2 separate regions of the Mus musculus genome follow, and region 2 is linked to region 1. A link is a contact called in public HiChIP or PLAC-seq data. All regions are on one chromosome and are shown on one strand. The core of a region is the stretch at or near the end of the contact, and the rest is flanking DNA. Distances in the headings are between cores, read along the strand shown. Region 1 holds the start of 4930429P21Rik (a long non-coding RNA gene). Region 2 has its middle 16 kb from the start of Cish.

Region 1 (6,303 bases), core at 3,618-6,117:
GACTTTAGTTTTTCCTTTCCACCGTATCTGCAGGGAGGACCACTCAGTGTACACGGAATGTAGAATTGAGTCTGCCATTGGTCTTCCCTCAAAGTCTTGGAGGCTTGGGACTGATATTGGGAGCATCTGGGCAGAGAAGGCCACAAAGACAGGGTGGTTTTTCTACACTGGGACATACTCGTGAGCATGCACAGAGGCGTGTCCCCAACTTCCCTGTCACCCCTGTCCTCTGCCGGCTAGAGGGGATGCGGGGGTGGACATATGCTGCTATTGGGCAGATATCACATGTTAAGAGGTGGGGGGGGGCTCAAGAGGCGGAGGGCTAGGAGCATCCCATGGGGAGAGGTTCTGGTTTTCTTGCTGCCTCTAGCTGCTATAAATACGTTAGCACTTGAGCAACTGGAAAGCTCTGAGTAATTTAGGATGCACAAAGCTGTAATTTAACTCCAGCATCTCAGTGTGCGAGAGCATTAAAGATGTAATTAAGATGTTTACACAAAGAGATTGGAGTCTGTGACACTTGGGGTGCAAAACCCCAGGAAGGGACACAATGGGTGAGGTGAGGATCTGTGGGAGGCCTGGGGACAGTCACTTGGATCCCAGCTATGAGATGGCAGGCCACCCAGCTGTTTCTCCTTGGAAATGTTTTGGCCTGGGGGTTGGGGGTGGGGCATCACACTTTGATATGGAGATGGGGCAACAAAGCCTGCAATATCTGGGGGTGGAGAGGTCAAGTGGATGGAGTCTTTTGAGATCATGTCAGGAAGAGGGCTCGATCCCCCAAAATCATGGTGACATATGGTGTCTCGGGGTTCACAGGAGCTATGTCTAAAATACAAAAGTAAAATGGTTTCCGTGGAGCACCAAGTACAGGGTGTGTGGAAGGGAAGGGGGAATCCATAAAGTCATGTGTGGGACCCACCTGTCCGGCTCAGAAAGATTTAGAGGAGAGTGACAATAGGGTGACCAGTGTGCCCAGGAACGCCCGAGTGTCCGTGCTGAAGGCTCCATAAGAGAGAGCTGACCCTCGGACTAGCATGACGGAAACATGGAGGGACTTAGCCTCCAGGTTCCCTGATAAAGGGTGGGGCTGAAGATAGATGGGGGCTGTGGGGTAGGACTGTAGGCAAGACTGAGGACCGAGTGCCCATGGGCCACACAAGTGGGTTACAGCTGGACCTGCCAGTGACAGATTTGCTCTTAGGGAGAACTCTCAGAAGGCTGGCAGAACTTCTCAGGGGCACAGGGTGAGCAAGTGGGCTGTGTGTTTCCACATTGTTAGTCAACCTCTTGGTTCAGGAATGTGGGTGCTGCCGACTCTTGGTATCCTGAAGAAAGCGCCTGGGAGCAAGGGTAACACCCAGGGACCAGGCATGATGAGCGGTGTAGATGAAGCCCTACTGCTTTTGTTGCATGATCCAGGCCTTTTCCTGAGGGGTGGGTTTGGCGCAGTGATGGGCACAGGGTGCTATATGGTGACACAGGCCACCTACTCATAGACTCTGCCTTCACAGTAACTTATCCCTTCTACCCACATTGTCCTGTTTCCTAGATCTTTTTCCTACTCTCTGAGGAAAATGCAGATTCCCAAATTCCCGTGTCTTTCCCAGGTTGTAGGATTGATTGATATTGAGGTGAAAGGTTTCGGTGGTTCTGTTCTTCTTGAGGAATCAAACCTTAGGGGACTCTCCTGGCTGTCCTCAGTGGTGAATGGACAGAACTGCCCCCATTGCTGCTTCTGAAATTGGCAATTGGGTCCCTCTTAAGAAGGCCCTCCCCACTCTCTACAAGCAATCGCTTGCACATTTTCTCTCTCTCTCCCTCTCCCCCCTCCCCCTCCCTCTCCCTCCCCCTCCCTCTCCCTCCCCCTCCCTCTCCCTCCCCCTCCCCCCTTCCCCCTCCCCCCTCCCTCTCCCCCCTCCCTCTCCCTCTCCCTCCCCCTCCCCCCTCCCCCCTCCCTCTCCCCCTCCCTCTCCCTCTCCTCCCCCCCCCCCATGCATGAAATCTCTCTGTGAATAGCAACCAGAGCAGCAGCGGTGGCTGGAAGTGGGTGGTATCAGGTGGATGTGGATGGGCGCCTTCAAAGAAGTCCTTCTCTTGTTTAATACAGTGAAGTGTCACCTTGGAGCTAGAGTGGACAAAGTAATCCCATTGCCCGGCTGCAGGCAGACAGACAGTGGGGATGCCTTCGGAATGTAAAGGGACGCTCTCCTGCAGTGCTCTGACCTTCTGCAGACTGCTAGAAACAGTTCCCTCTAGTCCAGCATCCCATCAGCGAACCCACCCACACTGTACTTCATTCTGTATGGAAGAGAAAGATGACAAGTGGGGGGAAAATGAGAAGTATTATGAGTGAGGGCCCTATGTGTCCACATCTTTATATTTACAGCTAAATAGAAAGGCCAAAGGTTAAGCCAGGGAATGCATGGGGCATGGGGTGATGGAAGGCCCAGGAAGAAGCTGTCTCTTTGATAGCCTGTGAAGCTATGCTCCTTTGACAGGACTCTCTCTCTCTCTCTCTCTCTCTCTCTCTCTCTCTGTGTGTGTGTGTGTGTGTGTGTGTGTGTGTGTGTGTGTAGTGGGGCTTCTCACAGAGTGCCTGAGGGAACCCCCAGGACATCCTGGCCTCTGAGGGCTCAAGACTTGGGGGATAACTACAGGTGAGACAGCTGTGGTTTCCCAGAGGGCACTCATGAGAGGCCATCAACACTGAGAAAGGAGCAGAGTCTGTGAGCACCAGGTGCAGAGAGAGGAAGAGGATAGGGAAAAGCATGGAGTCCCTTAGGTGTGACCAAGTATGATAAAAGCAGATGCCATCCCACCTGGGACTAGGGCTGTCCTTGGCATGCCAGCTCACTTCACCCTCAGAGCTAGTAGGCAGTGGTCACTGGCCCTTACTCCTTAACTTGGGTCCTGCAGAGACAGATCAAGGTCAGGGACAGGACTCCTTAAGGACATCTGGGTAACCCTCCTTCTCCAGGCCTCCAAGGTGATGGGAAGCAAACATGCATGGTTAAAATAAGAATCTTCGAGACGGACTGGAGAGATTGTTCAGTGGTTAAGGCATGTAGTGCTCTGGCAGAAGACATCCATGTCAGGTGGATCACAACCCCTGTATCTCCAGCTCCAGAGGACCACTCTTCCTGCCTCCAGAGGCATGTCCACTTGTGTGTGTACAATCCTGTGCATACAGATGATTTTACAAAGAACAAATAAATTTTTTTTTCAAGAATCCAAGAGCAAAGCCCAGTGAATGCTAGAGCCTTCATTCAAGAGAGGCATTACAAACTGGGTAGGAGTCAAAGGTGCTGAGACTTACCTGAGAAGACAGTTTCCTCCCCTAGCCCCTGCTCCAGGCACAGGACTGTGCATTAAACAGCCTGCTTCTCAGACCATCCCAGTTTGCACTTCTCAATTCTCACGGTACATCTAGGAACGTGACATCCTTGGAACTTGGTTGGACCCCTGAACAGCAGACCTGAGATCCCTGTATGTCAAACAGGGACCAGTAGGAGGTGGGAAGCTAGAGCCCTTTGAGGTCCCCCAGAAGTCTGGTTTCTATATTATATCTGGCATTGAGAAGCTGGAACCTGCAGGCAGGGGAAGCTGGGAGGGGTGGTCTTTCTCCAAGGCTAGGGATTCTATCTCTGATGGCTCAGGCTAGCTCTGATCAGTAAGTTACCGCCTGGGCTAGTGTCTTAGGGTTTCTGTTGCTATGGTGAAACACCAGGACCATAAACAACTTGGCGAGGAGGAAAGGATTTGATTTCAGTTTACAGTTTCACATTGTAGCCCATCACTGAAAGAAGTCATGGCAGGAGCTTGGATGCAGGAGTCGGTACAGAGGCACCATATAGGGTGCTGCTTACTGACTTGCTCCTCATGGCTTACTCAACGGCTTTCTTATACACCCCAGGACCACCTGCCCAGGAGTAGCACTACCCACAGTGACCTGGGCCTTCCCAAATCAATTACCAATCAGGAAACTGCACCACAGGCTTGTCTACCAACCAAAGGGATGGGGGGTCTTCTCAACTGAGGGTCTTTCTTCCTAAATGACTCTAACTTGTGTCAAGTTGGCATAAAAATACCCAGCATAGCTTAGTCCTTATATTTAGTTGCAACCTCCAGACAGCTTGAACTCCTACTAGCTTGGAAGCAGAGAGAATCGGTCACAGGAGGACGTCCTCCCTAGTGTCCCCCACCGTGTGTAGTTTCTAGAATGTGCAGGGGGGCTAGCAGGGCAGGAGGGGGTCCAGGATGCTGATGATGTCACTAGTGAGTCCCGGAGCCCATTAAGCTTCTCACTGGCCCCTGGATTCCGAGTTCCGCCAGACAAATGAACCTTCTAAATAATATTTCCTGGTGGATCCACATAGGGGAGACACAGATCCTCACAGTGGCCTAAAAGGTGACAACAGCAAACATTACCCAAAGTGGTCAGAAATGTAAACAGGCCAGTTCTAGGGCTGTGGAGGGTTTGAAAAAGACCGAGAATCTGCCTGGAGGGTGGTGAGCTTGGAGAGAGGCTGACTTTCTCTTACCTGGTAGGTAGAAAGCTTGGAGAGAGGCTGGGACTCTCTCCTCTCTCTTGCCTCCTGCCGCACCCCGCTGAGAATATTGGGTACCAAGCTCTCTGTTCTGGGAGATGTTTCTTGAGGCTCCCACGCACATCACCACATGATCTCCAGCCTAGACCTCTCCATCAGAGGCTTGGCCTGGCCCAGAGCAAGACAGGAGGGTCCCTGGGCCAGGCACCCACTGCCTCTTCCATTCTCCCTGGCACCAGGTGCTTTGGTCTATCAGGTGACTGGCAGGCCTCAAGATTCCTCTGAGAGTTCAGGTCTGACATCACAGTGCTCCAGACATCCCTCTTACCACCCACCTTGATTGTCCCAGAGGCTGAGATTTGGGCTAGGTTCTATTTTGCAAAGCTACACACACACACACACACACACACACACTGCTTCCTTCAGTCCATCTGGGTGCTTCTACGAGCACTTCTTCAGTCAGCCTGTTTATAGTGCAGTGGGATGCGGTGGGGGGTGGGGGTGGGGGAGTAGGGAGGGGAGCTCTCAGATCCTGACACAAGAGTTATTGACATGTGGCATCCTTTCTTCCAGACCTCACTCAGAGAGCACAGGCTGAAGCAAGCATTTTCTGTGTGTCTGACATGTGAGGGACAGCCTGCCTTTCAGGACCCACTCTGCTGGCTTAGAGAAAGGGTACTGACCAGAGCTGCTTCCAAAGTTTTAGTCAGGGGAGGCTGCCTAGAGAAGGCACAGAGACATACATGCCCAGTCACTTTCTCTTTCTGCTTGCTGGCCAGGATGTGGGTATGGCTCTGGCCAGCCTATGACTTTTCCCAAGAAATCCCGTGGAAGTTAGCTCTCTCTCCTAGCAAGCTCCGTGGTACCCAGAAGATCTCACAGTCCAGACAGATTCCCTTGTGGTGACCACTCAGGCTTTCCCATCTCAGAGGCAGCTGGAAACCCAGCACAGTAGGTCCCTCATCCACAGCCTGGGGACGAACTTCTGCAGTCATACAATTTAAAGCTTTTTTTCTGGATCCTGGAGCCCCTTAGATCTAAAGCTGGAGATGAGAGCTAACCCCTCAGAAGCTGTCCAAGGAAGGGGACTTAGCAAAATCATCTTAGAGGCCTGGCACCTATGAGCCTAGAGGAGTCAAGATGGTGAGAATAGATGGAAACCTGTCTGCTTGGTACCCAGGCACCCATCTGACATGACCCAGGAGGGCAGAAGACAGGCTTAGGCAAAGGCTGAAGGTTGGATGAAGGCCCAGAGTCCAGCTGCCTGCACTGGTGGGGCTGGAATCTGTGTCTTGCCATGGCTATGATCCTGCTGGATGTCACAACTCAGGGGGCTGCCTTGTGACCTGGAAGGGGAGGACAGGAAAACACCCAATCCTGGTACAGGTCACCCTCACAATGACTTCCCCTGGTCACCCCTCACCCGACTGCTCTTATGATCCCTCAGGACCCTCAGCCTTTCTCTTCCAGACTCACCTGGCTTTTCATCTTTGACCCAGCCAATAGGTTCTCGATTTTGACTAAAACAAGGCAAAGGGAAGCCGAGCATGATGTGTCTGTCTGCCACCCCAGCATTTTAGAGGCACAGACAGTAGGATTGTGAGTTCGAGACCCAGCTGAACTCCATCATAGGAAAAGCCTATCTAAAACCAAAACAAGGAGGAAGACAAAATTGAGGAGGGGAAGAGGGGAAAAAAGGAGCCAGGCATAGTACCTGAGAGTAACTTCTCATGTCCTGCACCCAACCTCCAGC
Region 2 (6,988 bases), core at 2,413-4,912, 41 kb before region 1:
CTTGTCACCTACCCACTCACATGTGTCAGAGAAAATCACTGCCCCCTCCCAAGGCCAGTTCTGGGATCGAAGGTCAGGGCAGTGTCTGGGGACTGCTATGAGGTGGTCTATGAGAAGGGAAGGAGATCCATCCTTAAAGCCTTGTGGAATAGCAGTTCAGGTGGCCCAGGACGGTCCCTCACTGTGTGCTCACCTTGGAGAGGCCAGTCATCCATCAGGGGATCCGAGTGCAACTGACAATAAGCAGGAGTGTTACATTTCTCTGTCACTTGGAACCTCGGTTCCTGTCCTTGTAGGGTAGGCTGGCCTTGGCCAGAAAGAGCCTGCTGCTGTGGAGAATCTGTGACCCACTCAATTCGGGTGGCAGAGCAGATGGCCTTGCTAGGTTTGTGGGGAATGCTCATGCCCAGCTGACGTAGTTCCAGAGCCCTGTCACCAGTGTTGTGGTCTCAGTAAGCCATGGGCATCCTTGAGACTCAGTTCCCCCTCTGTAAAGTGAAGTCAGGGCATCATCACTCAGCGATGGACCACAGAGGTGAGTGCTGAATACACTGTACATCTGATCACTTCGTTTTCCTTTGACGTCTTCTCTCTGGGCCCCATCCCACCTCTCCAGCTTCCCCTCCATCAGAGGCCCATGCAGACATGGCTCCAGGGGCTCCTTCCCCCTGGAGCACGGGCCCTGATGGGAACATCGCTCTGGGCAAAAGGGACAAGAGAGGTCCTGATATACAAATCTAAACATTGAAAACCCATAAACTGCACACTGCTAGTAAAATATGTGTTAGCCTCCTAACAAACATACTTCCATAGCAATTAAAGTATCTGCCGGCAGATGGGTAGATTTGTAATTTATAATTCAGACATTCAGTCTGAAAGTCGGGAGACAAAGCTTATGATAATTATTTGTGACTAGGTGTTCTCTGATGATTAAGTAAGAAAACAGAGATAACCTTAACTCCTAAGGCATTCTCTGTAATAGCCCTGGCTGTCCTGGTACTCACTCTGTAGACCAGGCTGGCCTCGAACTCAGAAATCCACCTGCCTCTGCCTCTCAAGTGCTGGGATTAAAGGCATGCGCCACCACTGCCCGGCTTCTTGTATTTCTTATAGAAAAGATGATCATGTTATTATAGTCATTTACAAGGTCACTTATTACAACATTTGCATGTAATTATTATTTTGGCAGTATGGTCCCCAAGGTTAAAATAGCGCAGTATACCAAAGACTATATTAAAAAAAAAAGTTAGGTTAAGTGAAAAATACCAAAAATTAAATATCGTAAACATAGGATCAATATTTATTTATTTATTTTTGAGACAGGGCCTTAAACTTCTGATTCTCCTGACCCTGCCTCCCTGGCATTGGGATTATAGGCATATGTCACCATGCGTGGTTTTATACTGTGCTGGGAATCGAACAGACATACTTGGCAAACATTAGCCTTTAGGGGACTGAGGCTCAGTTGCCTGCATCCCCCAAGAAATGCATACACGCCACAAGGACCCTAATGCAAGTAGCTTTTTTGGAAGTGATGCTGAGGAGCCCCAGCTGGATATGGGAAGACTACATGCCACACACGGTTCCTTTCTTCCTAGTTCTGTGCCTTTGCCAGCTCAGCTGAGGCACTGACAGCCCTTGTTCCCAGTAAAGTAGAGGTGATCTGGGCTTTGTTTCTAAGCCAGGAGTTTTGTGTGTTCTGCCAGAATCTTTGAGAACATGGTAAGCTAACTCATTTGCTTACAAGGTGGATACAAACTCAGCTTTCACAGTGCATGTATGTGTGTATGTGAGTGTGTGTGTGTATGTGAGTGTGTGCACATGTGAACAAGCGTGTGTGAGTATGTGTGTGTGTGAGTGTATATATGTGTGTGTACATGTGCGTGTATGTGTGTGTACATGCATGTAGAATGCATGCAGAAGTCAACGTTGGAAGTTGTTTCTTAGACACTCTTCTCTTTTGAAACCATTGTCTTTCACTGGCCTGGAACCCCTGATATAGGCTAGAGTGGCAGACCAGTGAGTCCCAGGGCTCCTCCTGTCTCTACCCCAACAGCCACTGGGATGATAAGAGGACACAGGCAAGCTTGGCTTTTATGTGGGTCTAGTCCTCATTCTTGCACGGCAAGCATTTCACTCACTGAGATATCTAACCCAGGCCAACACAACTCTTATTATAAAGGATGGGAAATTTTACAGGAGCCAGTTTTAGCCTTAGTTGGTGGACATGAAGGGGACAAAAACTGGAAGGAAGAAGGCTAGAGTCATGGGAAAGTTCCATGAGGGAAGGTGGGGACCATTTCAGCAGAAGTGGGAGGCTGGTTCATTCAGAATAAAGAATATGGAGGCCGACAGGCCAGGCCAGTCTTAGTAAAGATATGGTGTCAGGGTCCAACTACCAGGCCAAAAGTTCAGTAATCCCCTTCCCAGATCTATTCCCCAAACACTGGGTGACAGTAAGCAAGTCAAGTCAGGGAGACCCTCAGAGTTTCAGCCTTTTTTCCTATGAAATGGGGGTGATATGCTGGAGTTTCCACAGGCGGCCATGACTCAGAAGTAGTGGTTGGGCTTCTGAGACAGGATAATAATGCGCACACACACACACACACACACACACACACACACACACACACACACACTCATGCTCACACACACATGCACATATACTCACACACACACACACACACATACAATACACACATACTCTCACATGCATATACACACATGCACATGTACTCACACAGTACACATACTCATACACATGTACACACATACAATACACACACACACACACACTCATACAGAGAGATCTGACCCAGTTTCCAGAGCTTAGTGCTCCTCCACCCAAGGGAGGGTGTGTATAGATACCTATGATCATAAATACCAGCCAGTGTTCAAGTCCCACACCCATGCATATGCATGTACATGTGCATTCCTGTAAAGAGGCATGCATATAGCTCTCTGTACAGGCATGTATAATATGGCCGGCTCTCTCTGGAGGACAAAACCTGTGTGGATCTCCATTGCTGACAAAAAGCCTAAAAACCAAGAGTTCCTCACTGGGGGCCAATTAGGATAAGTTCTTGTCTATCTACTGCATCCATGAGCTCCCTAAAGACATGGAACCCAAGGACCACTGAACCATCCCACCTTCCTAGCTCCAGCATGCAGTTGGCACTTAATAAAAGCTCGTGGGGTGAACAAAGCCAGGAGGAAATAGGAGGGGCAGGACATAAAGCCTCACCTAAGCTTAGGGAGGTGGTCTCAGACCTTAACTGCCCCAGAGGGTAGCTGCCCTCTACCACTCGCCGAGGATGCTGGCAAGGAGAGCTTGTCTCAGATGCTGTGTCCTCACCTAACCCTGAGTCCTGCCCCACCCGGGTGGCTAGGAAGGCTGAGGTGCCTGGCTCTTAACTGTGACTCAGCGGAAGAAGACAAGGGAGGGGGGAGGGTTAATGCTGGGGCCCAAAAGGGTTTTGCTTCTCATTTCTCTCTTTCCAAAGCACAGTCAGTTCCCAGAAATGAAGGTACCCAGAACCAGAGAGACTTGAGGCTTTGTGGGGCCCTGGGTTCCCCAGCCTGCCCACCTTAAAGGCACCATAAAGCCTGGGGAAACCCCTTGGCCACGCCTACTGCTTGACTCTTCTTTTTCCTGCCTCAAACCAGAGATTATGCACCTGGCACATGCATTGTGCAGCCAGGTCTTGGATGAGGACACCAAGGACCTTTCAGAAGTAGGTGGCCCAGATTCAGTGGCTGTGACAGAAGCTGGGTGGAGGTGACCCCAGGACAGGACAGTTGAGGGGGCTAGAAGCTTCAGGAACAGAACAGCCAATATAGAAAATGCCCTCATGCCCTGCCCACAAGTTCCTTCCTCCTCCCTCTCGCCTTCCTTTCTTAAGTAAAATTAACATTTACGTGTGTGTGTGTGTGTGTGTGCGTGTGTGTGCGTGTGTGTGCGTGTGTGTGAATGCCATAGTTTGCTTGTAAAGGTCATAAGACAATTTGCATTTTCCTCCTTCCCCAGTAACCCTGATCAGCCGGCTTGGCAGTGAGCACTTTTACCCTCATCTTGCTGTCTCTTCTTTTTTTTCCTTTCTCTTCTTTCTCTCTTCTCCCTTCTCTTTTTTTCCCCCTCTCACCTCTCCTTTTCTTTTTTCATAATTAAAAATAAACATTGTAGGGGCTGGAGAGATGGCTCAGTGATTCAGAGCCCTGGCTGCTGTACCTGAGTTCAATTCCCAGCACCCACATGGTAATTCCCAAGTGTCTGTAACTCCAGTTCCTGGGGATCTAACACCCTCACACAGACAGACATGCAGGCAAAACACCAATTCACATAAAAATAGCAAAAATGAATCATTTTGAAAAATAAACATCATAGGGAAATGGACAGGATGGGGGGGGGCATATCATCACACTAAGTGACATAAGCCAGGCTCAGAAAGACAACTATCCTGTGTTTCTTCTCATAAGCAGAATACATGTACAGACATGCATAGGGCACAGAAGTAAATGGAAGAGGGACTATGTGAGGGGAGGAATGGGTAGTGAGGGGCAAGAAAAAATATCAAGTGTTTCCTCTCATGTGCAGTGTCGGTGTCCACATACTTATCTGGATATGACAGGAAAGCAGAAGGGGCCCATTTGGGAGGAAGAACAAACAAGGAGGGGAGTGGGAGAGCAGTGGGGAGTGGATACAAACAAGAAACAAAGTATCCAGGTGTGCGACCCACGGCTTTCATCCCAGCCCTTAGGGGACAGAAGCAGGCAGATCTGAGTCCCAGCTACAGAGTGAGTTCCAGAATAGCCAAGGCTGCACAGAAAAACCCTGTCCCAGAAAAAGATTATTTATATATATATACATACACATATACATGCATATATGAAAATCTAACAATGAAAACTCATTACTTTTTATGCTAACTAAAAGAATCAACAAAATAAATGTATGATTTTAAGACCAGTGATATGGCTCAGTGCATAAGGCACTTGTGCAAGCCTCCAATGACCTGGGTTTAACCCCTGGAACTCATGTATATGTGGAAGGAGAGAATGTGCTCCACAAAACTGTATTCTACCGTAGCACGTAGACCCCCCCCCCACCCCCATAAATAACCAATAATAATGATGTCTAAACACCACAGACTCAAACAAGTGTAACCCGCCATTATAACACATCAGAGTCCTCCCCATGACCTGGGCTTGAAGTGAGTCTCCTCCTCCTGTCCCTACAGCCTGTCAGGTGGGCTACAGAGGCATTGCCACTGCTCACAACCACTGATCTGCCAGCTCTGTCCCTTGGTCCTGTGTTATGAAAAGCAAACATTGAAAGAACATGGAAGTGTAGGCCAGCATAAGATTCTAATCCCTAGAGCTGGAGAGATGGCGAGAAGGCTCAGCAGTTGAGAGCATTTCTGCTCTTCCAGACGACCCAGGTGTAGTTCCCAGCACCTATCTCAGACAGTCTAATTCCACTGCTTGCAGAGGGACCAGCGCCCATGTCCAGCTGCCTATAACTCTACTTTCAGGGGATCTGGAGCCCCTCTGCTGGGCTCCACAGTCCTGCATACCTACGGTGCACAGACATACACACAGGTGAAATACTTGTACATATAAAATAAAAATAAATATGTCTTTAAATAAATTTTTTAAAAAGCCACCCCATGCTAGTCTCTGGTGTAGACACTGGCGCTCTTTGCTAGATTTTATGCAAAGAAAAAATTTCAACTTTTAAACATTATGTTATTAAAATGCTGCTTTTACATTTGGGGGGGGGGCTTTTCGAGACAGGGTTTCTCTGTATAGCCCTGGCTGTCCTGGAACTCACTTTGTAGACCAGGCTGGCCTCGAACTCAGAAATCCTCCTGCCTCTGCCTCCCGAGTTGCTTTTACATTTTTAAAATATGTATTTAATGCCCCATGAAACTCAGTTTGAAGAACAAGCTGTTGAGCTATGAGGACCTGGAGTGAAAGGAAGGAAAATTTACCAGGCATGGGGTCCAAGCCTTTAGTCCCAGCAACAGGAATCAGAGGCAGGTGGGTCTTGGCTGAATTTGAAGCCAGTCTGGTCTACATAGCAGGTTCCAGGCCAGCCAGGGCTACATAGTGAGACTCTTGTCTTTAAAAAAGAAGAAAAAGAAAAGGAAAAAAAAAGTCTTCCTCCGTGGAATGACTGCAAAGGGGATTTTAGACACATTCATCCAGTGTCTCCTCCTAGAACCTTCCAGGCCTGGGGACCTGAAATGCTTCCTCCTCACAGTGAGATGGGGACTTACGTCCTTAACTTACCTGCCAGCTGAGAACTAGTAGAGCGTGATGTCTGCCAGCCCCACCTCACACCCAGAGTACAGGAATCCTGGTTCAGTAGCAAGGACTTGCCCTGCCTCCTCCCCACACCCAGGGCTCCTTTTCTGGTTCCTCTGTAGTGGGGTATGAAAGCTGGCCACCCAAGGGCAGCCAAGAGGAAGCTCACTGGAATCTGGTGCTGTTTGGTTTGGCCATTTTCTCCTTTGCCAAGGCTTATGTTGGCTCTGGGCCTCTACCCAGCTGCCAAACCCTCTGTGAGGTAAGGCCTGGCATGCAGATGGTTTCTGGGGCCTGTTCACCTTATCTTCTGTCCAGACGTTAAGGGGCTAGGTACAAACCCCAGCATGGGCACCTGCTGTATGACCTTGGACAGGACTGGCCTCACGCCTCACTCTACCCTGAAAGTGGGCCTGGCGGGCAGACCTAATGTGCTGATGTCTGATGTATGGCAGAGGGCTTGTGGTGTTCCTCACTGCTCATACATGGTGCTCCTCGCTGCTCATACATGGTGCTCCTCACTGCTCATACATAGTGCTCCTCATTGCTCATACATAGTGCTCCTTGCTGCTCATACATAGTGCTCCTTGCTGCTCATACATGGTACTCCTCACTGCTCATACATGATGCTCCTCACTGCTCATACATGGTGCTCCTCGCTGCTCATACATGGTGCTCCTCA

The links. HiChIP or PLAC-seq counts read pairs in DNA pulled down with a chosen protein or histone mark.
Region 2: an H3K27ac HiChIP or PLAC-seq map of CD8 T cells shows a contact between it and region 1, with 13 times the contacts expected there. The contact joins the enhancer-like site here to the promoter of 4930429P21Rik in region 1. A contact is called at or near these places in 1 of 15 datasets of contacts at CTCF or cohesin (CD8 T cells), 10 of 484 Hi-C or Micro-C datasets (CD4 T cells, the HPC-7 cell line, cerebral cortex and 4 more), 7 of 115 datasets of contacts at active chromatin or transcription factors (CD8 T cells, the HPC-7 cell line, bone marrow-derived macrophages and 2 more) and 3 of 9 other capture datasets (adipose tissue, liver and pancreatic islet).

Annotation. Positions count from the first base shown.
Region 1 is chr9:107,349,191-107,355,493 of GRCm38.p6, forward strand. It overlaps 4930429P21Rik (a long non-coding RNA gene), which reads right to left and starts at 4,868. Exons shown (of 5, transcript XR_003948243.1): 1 at 4,545-4,868; 2 at 2,823-2,913; 3 at 2,227-2,301; 4 at 2,024-2,128; 5 at 16-1,738. It overlaps 6430571L13Rik (RIKEN cDNA 6430571L13 gene), which reads left to right. Exons shown (of 6, transcript NM_175486.3): 6 at 1-493.
Region 2 is chr9:107,309,504-107,316,491 of GRCm38.p6, forward strand. No RefSeq gene overlaps it. Among named protein-coding and RNA genes, the nearest start is that of Cish, 16 kb to the left of the region's middle. Within about 2 kb of position 3,663, at least 159 of the 459 cell types and tissues checked have an H3K27ac peak or open chromatin away from gene starts, as enhancers often do. A contact at or near this core is called in CD8 T cells, the HPC-7 cell line, bone marrow-derived macrophages and 1 more, where this site is marked.